2 separate regions of the Mus musculus genome follow, and region 1 is linked to region 2. The links are chromatin contacts, called in public Hi-C maps. All regions are on one chromosome and are shown on one strand. The core of a region is the stretch at or near the end of the contact, and the rest is flanking DNA. Distances in the headings are between cores, read along the strand shown. Region 1 holds the start of Gramd1a (GRAM domain containing 1A). Region 2 overlaps Fxyd5 (FXYD domain-containing ion transport regulator 5).

Region 1 (3,909 bases), core at 664-3,163, 120 kb after region 2:
TTTTACACACACACACACACACACACACACACACACACACACACACACATGCACGCTCGCTACAAATATGCTACAGTCGCACAGCATCCCAGAATCAGAGAAACACAGTAAGTCCACATAAATCAGCGTCCTATACACAACCACGAGAAAGTTTTACACTGAAGAGCAAAACAAACAGCGAAACCCACAACAAAACTATTCACACGGCACCTAGTCATGGGACCCAGTGACCCAGACATGCATTCCTATGGGAAGTCATCATATCAACCTACACATCCCGACTGACCCTCTAACTGCAGGGTGGGTGTTCACCAGGCAGAGAAAACAAAGCAAGGGCCAGTTCTCAAGAGTCGAGGAATGGAATTATCAGCTGTCAAGGTGAGAGAGCCCTGACATTCCCATAGACAAGGGGGGCTTGGGAACAATGCACTGCCAGATATTGAAGGGTCAGCATGAGGAGGGGCAGGCTTTGCAAAGCAGTTAAGTTTACACCCAACATCCCAGGAGGGAGGGTTCTCAGCTGAGAAAACCACAAGGGGTCTCTGTCTCTTTCAACAGACAAAGCCACAAAGGGTCTGAGAGACAGAGACAATCTCCCACACACACCCAAGGCATGCAACAATGCCACATTTGGATACACTGGGACTTTCCCACAGACGGAATCAGAGGTAAGTGAGCCACCCACAGGGCCCAGTGACACCACACTGTCACCGGTAGACACATGCAATTTCTACTTGTTCACGGAACCAAAAGACATCCAAATGTGGATGTCAGGCGCACAGCAGCTGAGCCCCAACCACATGCACACATACTCAAATCACAATGAGAGCTCACGGAGGTAACTCACAGACGTAATTCATGGTGAATTATAGGTACAGTCAGCCAAGAGACTGAAGCGGAATGCTGTACAAGTCACAATGAGGCACAAGCTCAGAATGTGTGATTTGCACACGGTGCCACAAAGAAAATGAGACACGTCTCACACACAACCACAGTGGGTCCAAGAGCACCAGATGCACTCGACCTGGGTGGTAGCCATCACACAGAAGATGATAGATAACATACAGACAGCCACACAACATTGCCCCAAAGAATCCCAGCTGTTACACACACACACACACACACACATACACACACACACACACACACACCACGCTGAGCACAATCACAAACGGAAACCCGCAGGCACAGGTGACCAGGCAGGAGTGGCGGGGGCGGGAGGGGGGCAGAACACACCCGACCCCCACCCCGCCGAGATCTCAGGCTCAAAGAAGCTCCTTTTCCCCAGCCCCCACGACAAACGGGGACCACCGACCGGAGGATCTGCGGGGCCTGCCCAGTAATGGGGATGGGGGGTGGGGCTGCTCGCGGCCCTTTCATCTGGGTGTTGGGTCAGGGCTCCCCGTAGGGGGACGATCAGGGCCTAGAGGAGCTCCCCGCTGCCCATATGCGTCCCAGGCCGGTAGTGACGCCCCAATCTTGGGTCTCGCCGCCAGGTTGCAATCCCTCACGTGTACCCCTTCTGGTCCCCAGCGGGGTCGCTCCTACATGCACCAGCTTGGAAACCCAGCTCCGGCCCTCTGCCGCAGCCCGATCGCACCACCGTCCCCGCTTCCCACCCCGAGGCCCGGTGCTTACTCGAACATGGATGCGGCGCCCCGGCTGCAGGGCAGGACCCGGCCGGCTGCTCTGAGATGGGCCTCCCGGGCCTCGCCTGCCTCGGCCGCCGCCTCCACCGGACCCTGCCACCCGCACAAAAGGCCGGAGCCGCCGGAGGCCGCCTCGGCGTCAGCGACACCCCCTTCCTGCTCCCGCCCCGCGCGTCACGGCGCCGCCCCCGCCGGGAGGGGGACATGGACGCGAGCGCGGGCCTAGGCCTAGGATGGCTGGGGAAAGAGTCCGGCTGGGAGACAGAAGAAAATTTTTATTTAAAATGAGCAGCCTGGGCGGGGCGTGATAGCGCACGCCTCACATCCCAGAGGCTGAGACAGGAGGATTGGCATGAGTTCGAGGCCAGCTTGGGCTACATAATGAATTCCAGGCCACTGGAATGCAGAGTGAGAATTTGTCTTCAAAACAAATGAGCAAACAAGTTTAAACACCCTGGGCTTCTCCCCTGGACCCAGAAGAGTCTCTGAGAAGTGGGATGGAGGTGGGTGACAGGCTGATGCTGGGAAGAACTGGCCTGGGGCGGAAGTCTGGGGGTGGGGTCGGGGAACCACAGCTGGAGGGTGGAAAGCCTCTTCCCGTTCTCCCCACCCAGCCTCAGAACCTCAGTTCCTGCCTTAGAAGCGTTCACTTTTCCGCGCGCGCGTGTGTATGGAGACTTCCCCAGCCTAATCGTGCAGACCACGTCAGATTCCAGCCCACCCGGCTCCTAGCAGTGCTGTGTGCGCTTGGGCAAGTCCCTCAGGCCTGGGGAGCCCCCTGCTCCCAGGCAAGGGGTTTCCCCCAGAACAGCACAGGGGCAGGGCTCATCAGCGTTTTTGATACTGGGAAGCCTGCCGAGCCTCAGGACGGGAAATGACCATACATTGCAGTGTAGGACGAGTTCTTGTGCCAGCCAGCCCTGCACCCACCTCTGCAAGCCAGGCGTGGTTGTCGTCCTTGTTGGAGAACACAATGTGAACGAGCCTCTGGCTTTGGGACCCAGCCCAGGGATTTCTCCCCACCCCTCTTCGGCCTTCAGCCTCTTGTCCAGCTACAGTAGGCCCAGTCCCACCTTGTTTGGTTTCCATTCCTATCCCGCTCTGTTACCACTTACAGCCAGAGCTCTAGCCTGTGAATCGCCAAGTCTGGCCAGAGGCCTCTTGGCTTCAAGCCCTACCCTGGCTCCACCTCATTCCTTGTTTTAAAAAAAAAAGTGCTCATCTTGGTGTCCAGAGCCCTCCTGATTGGGCCCCTTCCACCTGTCTGTCTAACTGGTTCCTCCTTAGCCTCCTGGTTGATTATCCCAGGTGTCAATCTACCCCCCTGCTCATCCCACCTGCCTCCGGCCTCAGGACCTTTGCACTGCTATCCCTTCCACAGGAGGAAGCTCGCTCTTCTTGCATGGCTGCCTTCCATCTTTCTGTGTTGCTCTTTTTATACGTCCGTAGCTTGTTTACTCTTAGAAAGACATTTACTTCGGTGGTGAGGGCTTGGGTGGGTTGGATATCATTATATAGCCTGGGCTGGCCTCAAACCTCAGTATGTAGCTGAGTCAGGGCTCGAATTTATGAACTTGCCTCAGCCTCCTAAATGCTGGGATTACAGGCAGGAACCACCAACCGCACAAATTTTTACATTTTTACTTAGTGAATATTCATTTCAAATAAAAGTGTATAATGGCCATCTGTGTCCTCACCATAAGACATAAGAGGTTCAGTATGCATAAAAAGCCTCATTAATTTCGTTAAAGGTTCTGAATTGTTTCTAAGGACAATGGAAAGTCATTAAAGTATTTAAGTGGAAGGCCATTGTGCTCAAATTTGCATATCAAAAAATCACTCAGGACTTCTGTGGGTGGTTGGTCATTTTAGTTGGATTTTTGTTTGTTTGTTTGTTTTAGATGAATTAAGCTGTTAAGCTTATGTGGTATTAGAGGACTTTGGGAGGCAGAGGCAGGAGGATTGCTGTGAGTTTTAGTCCCGCTTGGTCTACAAAGAGAGTTTGGACTTGCCAAGGTAATGCAGGAAACAGTCTAGAAGGAAGGAAGGAAGGAAGGAGAGAGAAAGAGAAAGAGAGAGGAGGAGAGAGAGGAGGGAGGGGAAGGGCTAACTAAGTCCCTTAGTGTTAAGTCCCACGTGGTGTTACACCCTGTTGTTCCAGCCCTCTGGAGGCTGAAGCTGGAGGACCATGAGTCTGAGCCTAGACAATAAAGCATGAGCCTGTCTCAAAAACCAAACAGGGCTGAAGAGCTGGCTTGGT
Region 2 (3,359 bases), core at 33-2,532:
CTAAGCAAGCAGTCCTCCTGAAGCCCAACTTGTGGGTTGTTGCAGGAGACAGAGCTTGAGAGTGTGGGCTGCATTTTCACAGCTATGCATGAGGTATCCTGAGGGGCAGAGTGACTGGCCATGTGAAGATAAAGGGGTGACTGCACCGGGGTCCCCACATCATGCTTACTCATGCTCTGATCGATACCAAGGTATGCTGTAAGCCAGGCTCCTGGACAGAGGTCCTGTCTCTTAATCGTGACAGACCCTAAACACACCCTCCTTCCGTGAACACACCAGGCCTCCCCTTATCCCCCATCATATTGTCCTGTTGTCTGAGTGTGTAACAACCATACCCTACTCCCTAGGGTTCCAAGTCCAGCCCTGCCTCTTCCTCCCACTCCTTTGTCACAAATTCACAGAAGACAGAGGCCATGGAAGAGAGACCATGTGGATTTATCTGAACAGCCACAGCAGTGCCTAGGGAGACCTCTCTCCCCAGGGTGGGAAGACCATTAGCCTTAAGCCTGACTCCCTCCAGTGGCCTCTTCCTTTCAGGATTCTTTCATGTTGATCACTCTGTAGGCTCTTGGGGTAGAGGGAGGAGGCAGGGGGTGGTGAGTTGGTGTAGTTTGGAGGCTCCAGCTGGGGTGCCCATCAGGGTGCTGGCCCGCACTCACCTGTGGCGATTCAGGCAAAATTGAGACAACTGCCTACACTTCCCACCTGGAAGAAAAAGAACCAGTTTGCCCATGAGCTGGAAACAGTACTAATTATCACATAGTCACTGGAGACCGGCTGGGGGGTGGGGGTGGGGGATCAATCTGGACCTCAGGAAGCTCCCAGTGAAGGGGGACAGCAAGATGGCTCAACAAGTAAAGGTGTTTGCTGCTGAGCCAGATGTCCTGAGTTTTGGGCAAAAAGAGAAAACCAGGGGCTAAAGAGACTGCTCAGTGGTTGCTCTTCAGAAGGTCCTGGTTTTAATTCCCAGCATCCACATAGACACTCATAATTGTCTATAACTGCAGACCCATGGAATCCAATGCCCTCGTCTTGTGTGCAGACATACATGCAGATAAAACACCCATATACATAAGATAAATGAATAAATCTTTGTTTTAAAAAAGGAGAAAACCAACTCATGGAAATTGTCCTCTGATCTCTACATGTACACACACACACACACACACACACACACACACACACACACACTGAGATGAACAAATGCAGGGCTGTGGTGGGGCAGAGCAGCCTGTGCAAACATCCCTGTGGTAAAGGGCGGACGTGAGATGGAAGAACATGAGCAAGAGAAGCTGGGACCTGGATTAGAGTCAATTGGAGATGGCGTAGAGTTTAAAAAGGCACGGGGCCATGAGAAGATGGCAGCCACCTGCCTCTCAGGCCTCCCCTTCTGCTCTCCCTGTCTGTGTCTCCCTGGCTTTTCCCACTGTTAGTGCGTGTGGTTTGGGTGTGTCCCTCCAATGTCTGTCTTTGATGTTGGGTCCTTAGTACTCAGGGTTGGGACGGAGAGGGTGGGCAGCCTTTGAGAGGCAGAGTCTAGGGTCACCTAGGAAGTTATAGCTCTGCTTGCCCATCAGTTAGCCCTCGGGAGGGTGTGCTGTCATAGAAAGACCAGCCAGTCTCCTCCCTTCTCTCTTACTTCCTGTTTTGTTACTCAGCCTCTTTGACCACACATCCTCCCCCACCAGAGGTAGACGTGGAGTGTTTTCCTCGGTTGGGCTGCACTGTATTTCAGAGTCAAAGGACTCTGTCTTCTTTGCTGAACCTGGCACACACTGATGCAGCTGGGCTGGCTCCTTTCTCTCTTCAGCATGGGTGGGTGTCACCCAGATACCCAGGCTGAGCCTCTGAATTCAGGTCCTCAAGCAAGCACTTTGCCCACCAATACCTCCTAAACCCATGGATCTCTTCTTAAGCTATAAACGCTTCCAGAAATTGATTCCAGTCCGGTATTTGGTCACAATGAGAACAGCAACCCGCAGAGCTCTCGTGAATAAAAGAAGTCAGGTCCAGAGGGCTGTGGTTCGGTTGTGCTTGCCTGGCATGTACAATGTGATGGGGTTGACTCCCTGTGCTGCATTAACTGCCTATACCTATAACTAAGCACTTGGGAGGTAGAGGCAGGAGGGTCAGAAGTTCAAGGTTAAGGTGGAAGAGGTGGTTCAGTGGTTACTCACATCCAGCTCCTACCATCTATCTAAGGAGACTCACATCGTCTGAAACTCCCAGCTCCAGGGTATCCAACTCTCTTCCATCTGTCATGGCCTCTGCACTCACACACACATACACACACACACACACACACACACACACACACACAGATTCAAGGCCATCTTTGGTCGACATGCTCCTCTGTCTCAAAACAAAATAAACCCAAAAACTGCTGATCAGCTTGGCACACCTATAACCTCAAGCCTCAGGAGGCTGAAGCAGGAGGATTGTGAGTTTGACGCCAGCCTGAGCAACACAGTGAGACCCTGTCTTAAAAGGATGAATGAAGTCCTGTTTTCTCTTCTCACAAATGAAGCCGACCCTTGGCTTGTAAAGAAGCATAACGTAGTATCCACTAGCAGTCATCTGAGTCTGCATATCTCTGTCCTGTGTGTCTCTGTATCGCTCATCGGGGCACTACCACGTGACCGAGCCCAGGAAGAAAAGGACAACAGAGGAAGAGACGTGCACTCTAGGAACAGCGCCCCCTGCTGCAACCAGAACAACCGCCCAGCTGGATGCAACCAGCAGGCTAGGCCGAGAATCATCCCTGGGGTGGTTTGTAGGGGTGCTGAGTTTGCACAGCTTTGCCCAGGGGGTTTCAAGACCCTGATCCTCAGTCACCATGCAGCCCAGCCCGCCCCCAGCCCCTTCTTGCCCTTTCTGCCCATGCCCGACTCTCACTAGTGAGAATGATAATTCCCGTGATGAACAGCACCGCAGCCACCAGCAGTCCCCGTTTCCGGAGGGTAGTATCATCTGTGAAGAGAGAAATGGAGGGGCGGGGTCTTTGTTTTTTCTCCCCACTTATCTCCAGCGGTGCGGGGGTGGGGAGGGGAGAGCGGGAGCGGGGTAACTTACCGTAGTAGAAGGGGTTGTTCTCATTCGAATCTAGAGAGGACAGATACATGCAAGTCAGAGCTGGGTGGACATTTGTGGAGTGAATAAGTGAAATGCAGAAGTAGGGCTGGGGACACCTGAGCCTCATCTCCTAAGACCTCAGAACAGAAGTGGAAGTCCTCAATGTGACACGCTACAAAGTCTTTAGATCTTCTCTCCTCAATCTGCCTCTCTCAGCACCCACTTGCCTCCCTGCTCCTGAGTCCATCTCGACAGCCACTCATCTCAGGGCCTCTATACTGCCGTTC

What was found. A called contact is a pair of places that touch in the nucleus more often than the background predicts.
Region 1: a Hi-C map of CD8 T cells shows a contact between it and region 2, with 2.2 times the contacts expected there. The contact joins the promoter of Gramd1a here to the enhancer-like site in region 2. A contact is called at or near these places in 13 of 484 Hi-C or Micro-C datasets (CD4 T cells, CD8 T cells, the G1E-ER4 cell line and 6 more), 5 of 115 datasets of contacts at active chromatin or transcription factors (the 230-238 cell line, CD8 T cells, effector CD8 T cells and 2 more) and 3 of 9 other capture datasets (adipose tissue, liver and pancreatic islet).

What each region holds. Positions count from the first base shown.
Region 1 is chr7:31,149,258-31,153,166 of GRCm38.p6, forward strand. It overlaps Gramd1a (GRAM domain containing 1A), which reads right to left and starts at 1,914. Exons shown (of 19, transcript NM_027898.4): 1 at 1,639-1,914. The coding sequence starts at 1,646.
Region 2 is chr7:31,032,314-31,035,672 of GRCm38.p6, forward strand. Fxyd5 (FXYD domain-containing ion transport regulator 5) reads right to left here. Exons shown (of 9, transcript NM_008761.4): 7 at 3,073-3,102; 8 at 2,896-2,970; 9 at 410-705. The coding sequence ends at 656. Among named protein-coding and RNA genes, the nearest start is that of Gm38984, 2.8 kb to the right of the region's middle. Within about 2 kb of position 1,283, at least 85 of the 459 cell types and tissues checked have an H3K27ac peak or open chromatin away from gene starts, as enhancers often do. A contact at or near this core is called in CD8 T cells, the G1E-ER4 cell line, Th1 cells and 4 more, where this site is marked.